3 separate regions of the Zea mays genome follow, and regions 1 and 2 are each linked to region 3. A link is a contact called in public Hi-C data. All regions are on one chromosome and are shown on one strand. The core of a region is the stretch at or near the end of the contact, and the rest is flanking DNA. Distances in the headings are between cores, read along the strand shown. Region 1 holds the start of LOC100216941 (putative snRK/SAPK family protein kinase). Region 2 holds the start of LOC100279916. Region 3 holds the start of LOC100191591.

What was found. Hi-C and Micro-C count contacts between places; a contact is called where the count stands out from the background.
Region 1: a contact with region 3 is called in a Hi-C map of bundle sheath, with 2.6 times the contacts expected there. The contact joins the promoter of LOC100216941 here to the promoter of LOC100191591 in region 3. A contact is called at or near these places in 3 of 25 Hi-C or Micro-C datasets (bundle sheath, ear and leaf).
Region 2: a Hi-C map of tassel shows a contact between it and region 3, with 5 times the contacts expected there. The contact joins the promoter of LOC100279916 here to the promoter of LOC100191591 in region 3. A contact is called at or near these places in 4 of 25 Hi-C or Micro-C datasets (ear, leaf and tassel).

The regions. Positions count from the first base shown.
Region 1 is chr4:119,906,706-119,910,111 of Zm-B73-REFERENCE-NAM-5.0, reverse strand. LOC100216941 (putative snRK/SAPK family protein kinase) reads left to right here and starts at 1,989. Exons shown (of 9, transcript NM_001143324.1): 1 at 1,989-2,258; 2 at 2,347-2,421; 3 at 2,573-2,674; 4 at 2,789-2,842; 5 at 2,963-3,055; 6 at 3,335-3,406. The coding sequence starts at 2,139.
Region 2 is chr4:119,063,270-119,066,571 of Zm-B73-REFERENCE-NAM-5.0, reverse strand. LOC100279916 reads left to right here and starts at 1,887. Exons shown (of 5, transcript NM_001152868.1): 1 at 1,887-2,252; 2 at 2,341-3,302. The coding sequence starts at 2,393.
Region 3 is chr4:119,433,468-119,436,562 of Zm-B73-REFERENCE-NAM-5.0, reverse strand. It overlaps LOC100191591, which reads left to right and starts at 1,498. Exons shown (of 4, transcript NM_001137021.1): 1 at 1,498-2,178; 2 at 2,665-3,095. The coding sequence starts at 1,789.

The sequences.
Region 1 (3,406 bases), core at 740-3,239, 470 kb before region 3:
GTGAAACTAGTTACTGTTCATCTTTTCCAAGTTTTACCCCTTTATGTTTTGTTTTGAGCTGTTTCTGACTTAGAACTGAATTGAATGGGCTTATGCACCTGTGAATCAAAGACTAGTCAAACTAGTTAGTCCATAAGGTTGTGATGTTCATTAAGCACCAAAATCAATTAGAGAAAACGGTTAAGGCCATTTCCCTTTCAGGTATACCTCGAGCTAGGGCACCACCAGTGAGTATGCTTTAGTAAAACAACCTTCAGGCTAGTCACTGATGGAGTGGAAGATTTGGTGGAGATACGCCTTGACTTCTAGCATTTTGATCTTCTCCTCTAAGACCTGGACTACTCATCACTAAGGTAACCTAAGCGTGGCAGGCGCCACCATGTCCTCCTCGACAGCACGCACGAAGAAAGGCCAGGAACATGACCGACTCGTCCCATACCCGCGTCGACGAGCGTCGGTCGGCTCGCGGCTGCGACCGTGGGCGGGGTAGCAGGTTGGGGAGGAATAACAGGGCGAAGGCCGGGAAGTCGAACAGGACGTCTGACGACGGCGAAAACGATGGTGCGCGCATGATGTGAAACGTCCTCGTGGACGTGCAATAGCTACTGTGCGAGTCGGTGTCGGGGCTGGTTTCGGACGAATACGGGGAGGAGACGCCTGCTCCTACGCCCTCTACCGAGAATGGGGTGGCGCGGAGGTGGAGGCATGAGGGAAGAGAGAAAAGAAGTAGAATGACGAACGAGGTGGTGGCAGCTGAGGCGAGGACCATCATTATCGTGCGGAGGTATAGATGGCCAAATGGGCTGTGTCTGGCGAGCCGGCCCGAGGCACAACTCATTTAATAGTGCATGGGCCAACCTGGCACGAGCGTCGTGCGTGCTTGGGCCGTAGCCTTGGCCCGTAGTGTTGGCCCGGTCCGGCACGATTATTTTTTATTTTACAAACAAATCATATATACATAATACATATGTACAATTTATATTCAATATTATAAACATATGAGCATGATGTTCTACTGGTTAGATAGCTTCACCTAATGTCTTCAACCCTTCTTCTATTATAGGGTGTGGGTTCAAACCCCACCTCTTGCTCCCCACCTGCTGTACCGCTTTTTAACATTTTACGTTGAGACTTTTTTGTAAAAAGATGACGCTGATCGTTGAAACTGGTGCTGCTTTAAGTATAGTAGAGATCAGTGGTGGATCCAGGATTAGATCAAAGGAGGGGCTATAAGTTAAAATATGTTTGGTGGAGCCACCAGCGACCATTTTGGGGGTGAGTGCCACGACGACGTTCTCGCAGGCCTGATGTATTAGCGTGCTGCAGCAGGACTGCCATGGTGTTGCTTGCAGCAGGGGTGAAGCCAGTATCCAAAATTAGGGGGCCAATTAGATTAAGGAGGCTGTTAGAAGCATTTTTTGCATTATTTACATGGGAATTAGCTAAAAAACTAACATGTCCTATAGAATTAGGGAAGCATTAGACAGGACATTGCTCCCCTGTCCTCCTGGCTTGCAGCCTGCCTCTTGCGTTGCGTACATGCGCGCTGCTAACTGTTAGATGTGCATTTTTTTGCACTACTAGAGATTATATATAGAGTTTGCTAAAGTTTATATAGGTTAGCGAACTTCAATAAAACCCCTGGCTCAAATGGATTCTTTCGCATGACGATCGACTTCCCTCAAATGGATTCTGAAGTGGAGGAATTTCCTGTTTTGTGCGCTGATTGGTGCTCTTGCATTGCAACACCCGACACCGGACGATTTTGTTTGAGGATGAGGACCAAAACTCAAAAACTGCTAAACCGGAGTCCGTCGCAGAGACAAACAAAACAACCATCGATTCCACTGTGCCACATCGTATAATCACCGCGTATAAACTAGTAGTGACCCGCGCGGCGCGATCGCAATCACGCGCAAACCCAATCGCGGAGACAAAGCACACAAGCAAAAGCAACCCCGCGGGCCGCGCTAGCAGTAGTAGCCGAACGAGGAGGAGCCTCGAATCCAGCCAGGCCAGGCTCCTCCCATTCCTCCTCTCCCACGAGCTCTCACCGCTCCTCGCGGCGGCAAAACCCCCCTTGAATTCCCTACGCGCCCGCCTCCAATCCCGCCAGTCCGGCGGCGACCCAGGGATCCATGGAGAGGTACGAACTGCTCAAGGACATCGGTTCCGGCAACTTCGGGGTGGCGCGGCTGATGCGGAACAAGGACACCAAGGAGCTCGTCGCTATGAAGTACATCCCGAGGGGGCTCAAGGTGCGGCGCGGGCGGCCTCCGATTCAAGTTCTCGCGTTTGATTCCGGAACTTTCGATCTTCCTTACGGGTTAATTTCTCTGCCCGCAGATTGACGAGAATGTGGCGAGGGAGATCATAAACCACCGCTCGTTGCGGCACCCCAACATCATCCGCTTCAAGGAGGTGAGCCAAACAGAAAGGGAATTGGATTTCGCGTACGGAGTGTTTCCTGCACACCTCCCCTGCTGCCGCTGAAGCACGTTTTTTTTCTCTACCTTTTTTCTTCTTCTTATTGTTCGTTTCATCATTTAGGACCCCTGTTTTTTTCCCCTAGGTCGTGCTCACGCCCACGCACCTCGCTATCGTCATGGAGTACGCCGCCGGCGGCGAGCTTTTCGACAGGATCTGCAGCGCCGGGAGGTTCAGCGAGGACGAGGTGATCACTCGTTTGTTCCGATTAGGCTGTTTCCCTACAACTCCCAAAACCATTTGGGTTGGGCTTGACGTGATATTCTCTCTTCCTTTTTATATTTTTTATTAATCCTACTAGGCGAGGTATTTCTTCCAGCAGCTTATCTGCGGTGTCAGCTACTGCCACTTCATGGTGAGAACACCAACCAAGTAAAAAGCGAAGTGTTCTCTTTATGCAACAAAAAGGTACCCACAAAAAAAATCCATGCTGATGAGGTGTGCGAATGCAAATTTTGTTTGGATTCACTCTCAGCAAATTTGTCACCGGGACTTGAAGCTGGAGAACACGCTGTTGGATGGCAGCCCGGCGCCGCGCCTAAAGATCTGCGACTTTGGCTACTCTAAGGTACAATTGACTAGTTTCCTGTAAGATTAGATTAGGGGATACGAGGACCCAAATTTTGACACGGAACTGTGCTGCTTTTTCTCACACTCGCACTGCTTATCCAACTCGTGCCTTTTATTGCCTTGTTAAAGAATTATTATTGCCTTCTTAAAGAAAGAAGTAAAATTGATGCCTTCCTCCAGCTTCGTGGAAAATTCACTCTCAAAACAGAGAATGAGGCAATACTTAAACAAATACTGTAGCAGTGTGATGAGCTGCTAACAACTTTCTTTGCTCCAGTCATCGCTGCTGCACTCAAAGCCTAAATCCACGGTTGGAACTCCGGCGTACATTGCTCCGGAGGTACTCTCT
Region 2 (3,302 bases), core at 638-3,137, 370 kb after region 3:
GGTAACGGGCTTCGGGCTCGGGTTTTATGCCCAGTCCTACAATATAGCTTGGCTTCGAAGGTCCATCCTTCAGTAACTCCGGAGCAGGCCTCGACGATGACAAAGCCCTCATAGCTTATGAGATGGGTAGGGTATCTTTTCATGCCTCCGAAGAGGTACGTGTGATCAGTTTTTGCGGTGGTCTGAATCCTAGCCATCTGAGTGGACTGGAAATTGTCTGAGATGACTTAGCCAAAGCCAGCATTCGAAGCAGCGGTGGATGGGAAGCTTCGGAGGCACATAAAATTTTGGCAGCAGGTAGTTGTGGGCAGTAAATGTGATCCGCACCCACCCGCTCGGCTGTTTTATACTGAGAAATGGGTGTGAAGCGGCGTGAGACGTCGAAAAACATTCCCGCACATCACTCTCAGCATCTCCCTGTCCGTCTAACTTTCAGATCAATTGTTTTTATTGAATCGATCTATCTTCTTCATAACGGAATTCAGGAAGGTGTTTTTCGGACCTTCGGCACAAAGCCTCCCAATTTTATTTTTTACGATCTAAGTTCGTTACGAAGAAACAAACTCATCCCGCGAGGGCTACTGTTGGGGGCTTACCTTTGCCAGAGTTCTTCATTTAACCTTCACTTCGATATGAACAAGTGTGTTTCAAGTACACTTCAATCAATGGACGAAGCTGGTCTTCGGCCGAAGCAGCGTATAAAGAAGATTCACCCATGCGTGCAGATAATAAAGGTGTGTGCCGAAGTTGATAGCTTCGGCAAAAGGAGAAAGGCTTCGAACACAAGCCAGCGGAGAAGCTTTCACGCGATGAAGGCCAAGATCTGCGCAGCAAAGGAAGGTCATTTGTAAACAATGTGTGTAAAACCTTGAGGGGCATGATTGTAATTTTGTACGAAGGCGTTTCATTTTTTTTCTATAATTAGATGAACAAAGTCATGCATAAGATACCTTTTTGAGGACCATAGCTTCGGCCTTCGAAGAGCCATCATACCACCTTGTGTTAAGGAGCCGAAGGTATACTTATAAACTAATTTAATAAAAAAAAAGAAGTCGGAATAAGAATGCTAAGACAGATGAGTTCCATACAATATTTTTCATTGTCTTTTCACATCGTTTCATTTCCACTTCATTTTGAGAAACTTCGTCCTTCGCGCTAACACTTCGAACCAAAGGACGAAGGTCCAAATATTTAACTTGTGTTGCCTTGATTTTCGATACCTTCAGGGATTGAAATCAAGTACCAACGGATCCATATCTCATCAATAATGAAATATACTAAAATAGCATATTATCTTTATGTCTAGCATGATAAATTCATCGAACCCAACATAATTTTATTACAAGATCAACAATTCCATACTAAATGACAACATTATGCCATAAGATCATACAAAATATAGCACTCATAACCTAAAAGAGAGTTATTAATAACAACATACAACATTATGATAGTTATCTAATTGTTCAGTATACAATACTTAATATTTAAATGTTTAAGACGTGTAAGCTATTGAAACAAAAAGGGCATCATTCTTGCTCTTCCAATTTTATATGGAATATTTCTAATAATCTAGACACACATGACATGTGTTAGTGGATTCACGTGTGAAGAGAGAAAATACTCATAGCCACCATATCTAATGTATATAATAAAGTATCTAATAAAATACCTATAGACATAAAATTTGTTAAATATATGTTTTAATAGAGTTTTTACCCATCAAATATCGAGTTACTATTACCATCTATATTGATGCGCTATATCAAACAGCTGCTTTCAAACAACAACTTCCGAACCGTCCGGCCTTAGCAAATGACATCCGGGACCCACCAGTCCTTCTCCATACTCCCGAGTCCCGACCCAAGCAGCAGATAGAGGAATTGGATCCACGTGCACATTCACGCGCCCATCCAAAACTGATACTCCGACCCACCAAAAGCAGCGACCATTAATTTCCTCTTCCTTTTTATTAACTCCTTGGATTAAACCAATCAGCAAATTCTTGCCCGTGGAAATTAGAATTCCCCAGCAGAAATAGGTGCATCGTCGCGTTCTTTTAATCTAGTAAAATTCTTCCATTTTTTCAGTAATCCTTTCCCTTCCCCTGCATCGATCGGAGTATCGGACCAAGAACAGAGGGTAGAATCAGGTAGAAAGAAACAAGAACTGACTTAGCCAGTGGTAATTCCGGCCTCCATTTGGTGGATTTATCCAATACGATGGCAAGAGTGTCCGGTGAATCGTGACTTGTGAGTTCTTGCCCTAGGGTTTCTGATTCCCCGCCGCGAGATAAGTTGCAGAAATCGTAACACCTTTTCTTTTTGGTCTTTGCCTCAGAATTCCTGACGAATTTCTCGTGGTTTCCGTGGACAAAGCTGTGACCTTTGCGATGCAGTACAACCACCGTAGCCGCTTGCCGCCGCCGCCGCCGTTCGGCCGTGGTGGGTATCCTCGCGGCCACAAGCAGCCGTACTACGCTCCTCCTCCTCCTCCGCCGTTTCCGCCGGCGCCGCCGCCGCCGCCGCTAGAGCGCAAGTACGAGGTGCTTATGGAGGCCGGTCGCCTCGCTGCCGAGTATCTGGTTGCCCAGGGCGTGCTCCCGCCAGCCGCCCTCCAGCGTGGCGCCGGCATCTCTGGCACGTGGCTTGCTCATCCTCTTCCTCCGCCCCCGCAGCTACCACAGCAGCAGGAACCCCCCGGGTTTTATGGCCGGAGGAGGTACGAAGATGAATACAACAGTAACCCTAACGGCTGGCCTAGGCGAGCCAATGGCACTAGTAGCAGCACTAGTAGCAGAGATGATTGCAGCCGTGGCAGCTACAATGGAAGAGGGAAGAGGAAGTATGGGGAGTACAGGAGGGGGTATCTGGACTCAGGGAGAGACAGGGAGGAGAGAGGAAGGCCATTTCCGAACGGTCGGCACTACGAGGAGGATGGGGATGAAGATGGGGCACCTGGGTTTCAGAGAGAGCGCCGCGGCAATCGGGGGAATGATGAGGCGAGTACTAGTGTTACAGAGGCAGTGAGGGAGGGGACACCATTGACAGCGAAGGCTGTAGCAGGGTTATGCATGGAGGATACAACATCGAAGATTATGAGCTCTGTCAAAGATACTAGTAAGGATGCTAATGATGCATCAAAGGTGCTGGAGGAGACTGAGGAAGGTGAGGTGGAGGATGACAGTGGGACGCAAAATTCAGAAACTGAGGTGGTTAAGCAAGGGATAGACACCGATGTAAATCATGCTTCTTGTCGTGTTGTTACAGAGTCAGATCCCAAACAGTTACCATATGGTAAGA
Region 3 (3,095 bases), core at 249-2,748:
TATTATAAACACTTCAGCATGATGTTCTCCTGGTTAGATAGATTCACCTATTGTCTTTCACCCTTCTTCCATCAAAGGTGTGGGTTCAAACCCCACCTCCTGCACCCCTTTTTAACATACCACACCAGGCTAGTTTAGTAACTCCATTTTTCAAAGAGATTACTATTTTTCTAATAGAAAATAAACTAATTTCTCTTGTGAAAATAGAAATCTCTTAGGGCTAGTTTGGTAACCCCATTTTTTTAAGGGATTTTCATTTTTCGAGGAAAATTAGTTCAATTTACATTGGTAAAATAGAAATCCTTTGAAAAAATAGAGTTCCCAAACTAGCTCTTAGAGAAATAGAGTTCAAGAACTAGCCTTAGGGTGTGTTTGGTCGCGGAGTGGAGAAAATGGAATATCCCGAAACTTCCATATGAAAATTTATCATAAATAGTTGGAATTCTCTCACTCCAAAAAAATTGAATGCGAGTGCTCTTATCCCTCTACTACTCTCTACACTCATATGGATCTCCAATCAAACAGAGAACGGAGCGGCTTCACTCTATTATACTCTTCAACCAAACAAAAATGGAGCAACTCTGTTCTGTTTGCCAAATGCGAAATAGAACGACACTATTTTAGAAAAACTGGAATGGAATTGCTCCATTCTAGTTGACTCTCTAATCAAGCGCATCCTTAAAGAGGATTTAGGGTCTGTTTGGTTCGTGGTTACCTACGCTACACTTTAACTAAGGTTAGTCGTTCGAATTAAAAAGCTAGGGCCTGTTTGGTTCGATGCCTAACTTGTCATACTTTGCCTAACTTTTCTGTCTAAGGTTAGTTTTCAATTCGAACGACTAACATTAGGCTAAGTGTGACACATTTAGTCACAAACTAAACAACCCTAATCTTAAACAGAAAAGTTAGGTAAAGTGTGGCAAATTAGATAGTGAACCAAACAAAGTCTTTAATTCTATCTTATCTCTTTTCATCCACCTTAACTGAATAAGACCTAAATGAGAGATTCAACGATGATCAGTATCCTACGGTCCTACCCCATAAGGAAACGATACAAAACACACTCCGTAGTTAAGCTTAAGCATATCCACAGGATTAAATCCTAGACAAAAATGAGCCAAGCAGATCCTACGAGCTCCGGCCTACGGCTGCCGCGCGACCCCGCCAGCTTCCCCCAAATCGCCGGGCATCTCGGCACCGTTGCCCGACGCCCTGCCCGTCCTCCCCCGTGGGAGCAGGGCAGCAGGCAGCCACTCGACCGCGATCACCGTGCCACGTCGGCGCCGCGTCCTCCCCACCCTCCACCAACCCCACGTGCAACACAGCTGCACCTGCACACCCGCTCTAGCTGTTTGCTTCGACCCACCAAAATCCCGCACCCCCAGGAACGAAGCTGCCGGGCAACCACCTTCATCCACGCGAGGGCCCCCTTGACCCACCAATCCACCATTGCTCGCTATAAGACTCCGTGGTGCCGCACGGCTCCGCCGCCGGCGAGGCCTCATCTCGGTTTACTATAAGAGTATAAGTACGTCTCCGCAACAAGCTAATCTTTTTTTTGCCCCCTCCTTCCACGTCCCCACCCTGCCGTCGTCGCTACTCGCATAGAGATTCGCGCGGCCGTGTCTTGCTCGCGCCTGCCCCCTTCCTTCCTTGTCGTGCCAGCGCCCAGATCTCTCGCTCGCCGGCGCTCGGGCCAGATCTGGGTGGGGGCTCGGAGGCGGAGCCGGGCGCAGGTTTGGTTTGACCCAAGGGGCGAGGAGGAGAGGGAAGAAGACCCCGGACGCCATGGAGCTGGCGGTTGGCGGCGGGATGCGGCGGTCGGCGTCGCACACCTCGCTGTCGGAGTCGGATGACTTTGAGCTCACGCGGCTGCTCAGTAAGCCGCGGATCAACGTCGAGCGCCAGCGCTCCTTCGACGACCACTCTCTCAGCGACGTCTCGCACTCCGGCGGATACGGCAGGGGTGGCTTCGACGGCATGTACTCGCCTGGGGGCGGCCTGCGCTCCCTCGTCGGCACGCCGGCCTCCTCCGCGCTGCACTCCTTCGAGCCCCACCCTATCGTCGGCGACGCCTGGGAGGCGCTCCGCCGCTCCCTCGTCTTCTTTCGCGGCCAGCCCCTTGGCACCGTTGCCGCCGTCGACCACGCGTCCGAGGAAGTCCTCAACTACGACCAAGTGGGCTGTCACTCCATTTTATAGCTCCCTCTTGTGAAAAATTGATTATTACTTGTAATAGACATTCATATCGCTTAGAAAATGGTATAAATGTATATTCGACACATTCATATCGCTTAGAAAGTATCAGTTAAAAAAAGTCATTTAGGTAGTATTGTAAGTCTCTTATGCTCTTTTATGTCTAAATTTTAACTGACAGGCGTTTGAAGTATTTATATTGTAATTTATGCCTTCGAATTTAAAATTTAGGAGTATCTTGTTATCCAGTGCATGTATATCAAATTACATTGTAATTCTACAACTGTTACTACCAAATTGAAAAATGGTTCTATCGAATTGTATAATCATTTTTGGTGGCATACCCTTAGATAAAAATCTTAGATCCACCACTGTTGTTGACACAAGTTGAAAATTATTTGATTCCAAGCTTGTCATTCGAAGCTCGTAGGAGTACATATATCTTATTCAGGGTACCTTGGTGGGCAGGTGTTTGTGAGGGATTTCGTGCCGAGTGCACTGGCGTTTCTGATGAATGGCGAGCCAGATATTGTCAAGAACTTCCTTCTCAAGACCCTGCTGCTGCAGGGCTGGGAGAAGAAAGTCGACCGGTTCAAGCTTGGGGAGGGAGCCATGCCGGCTAGCTTCAAGGTGATGCATGACGCCAAGAAGGGGGTCGAGACCCTACATGCTGATTTTGGAGAGAGCGCCATTGGGAGGGTTGCACCTGTGGATTCTGGGTTCTGGTGGATTATACTCCTCCGGGCCTACACAAAAAGTACTGGCGATTTGACGCTGGCAGAGACACCGGAGTGCCAGAAAGGGATGAGGCTCATACTCAGCCTGTGCTTATCTGAGGGGTTTGATACCTTCCCGACATTGTTGTGTGCTGATGGTTGCTGTATGATAGATCGCAGAAT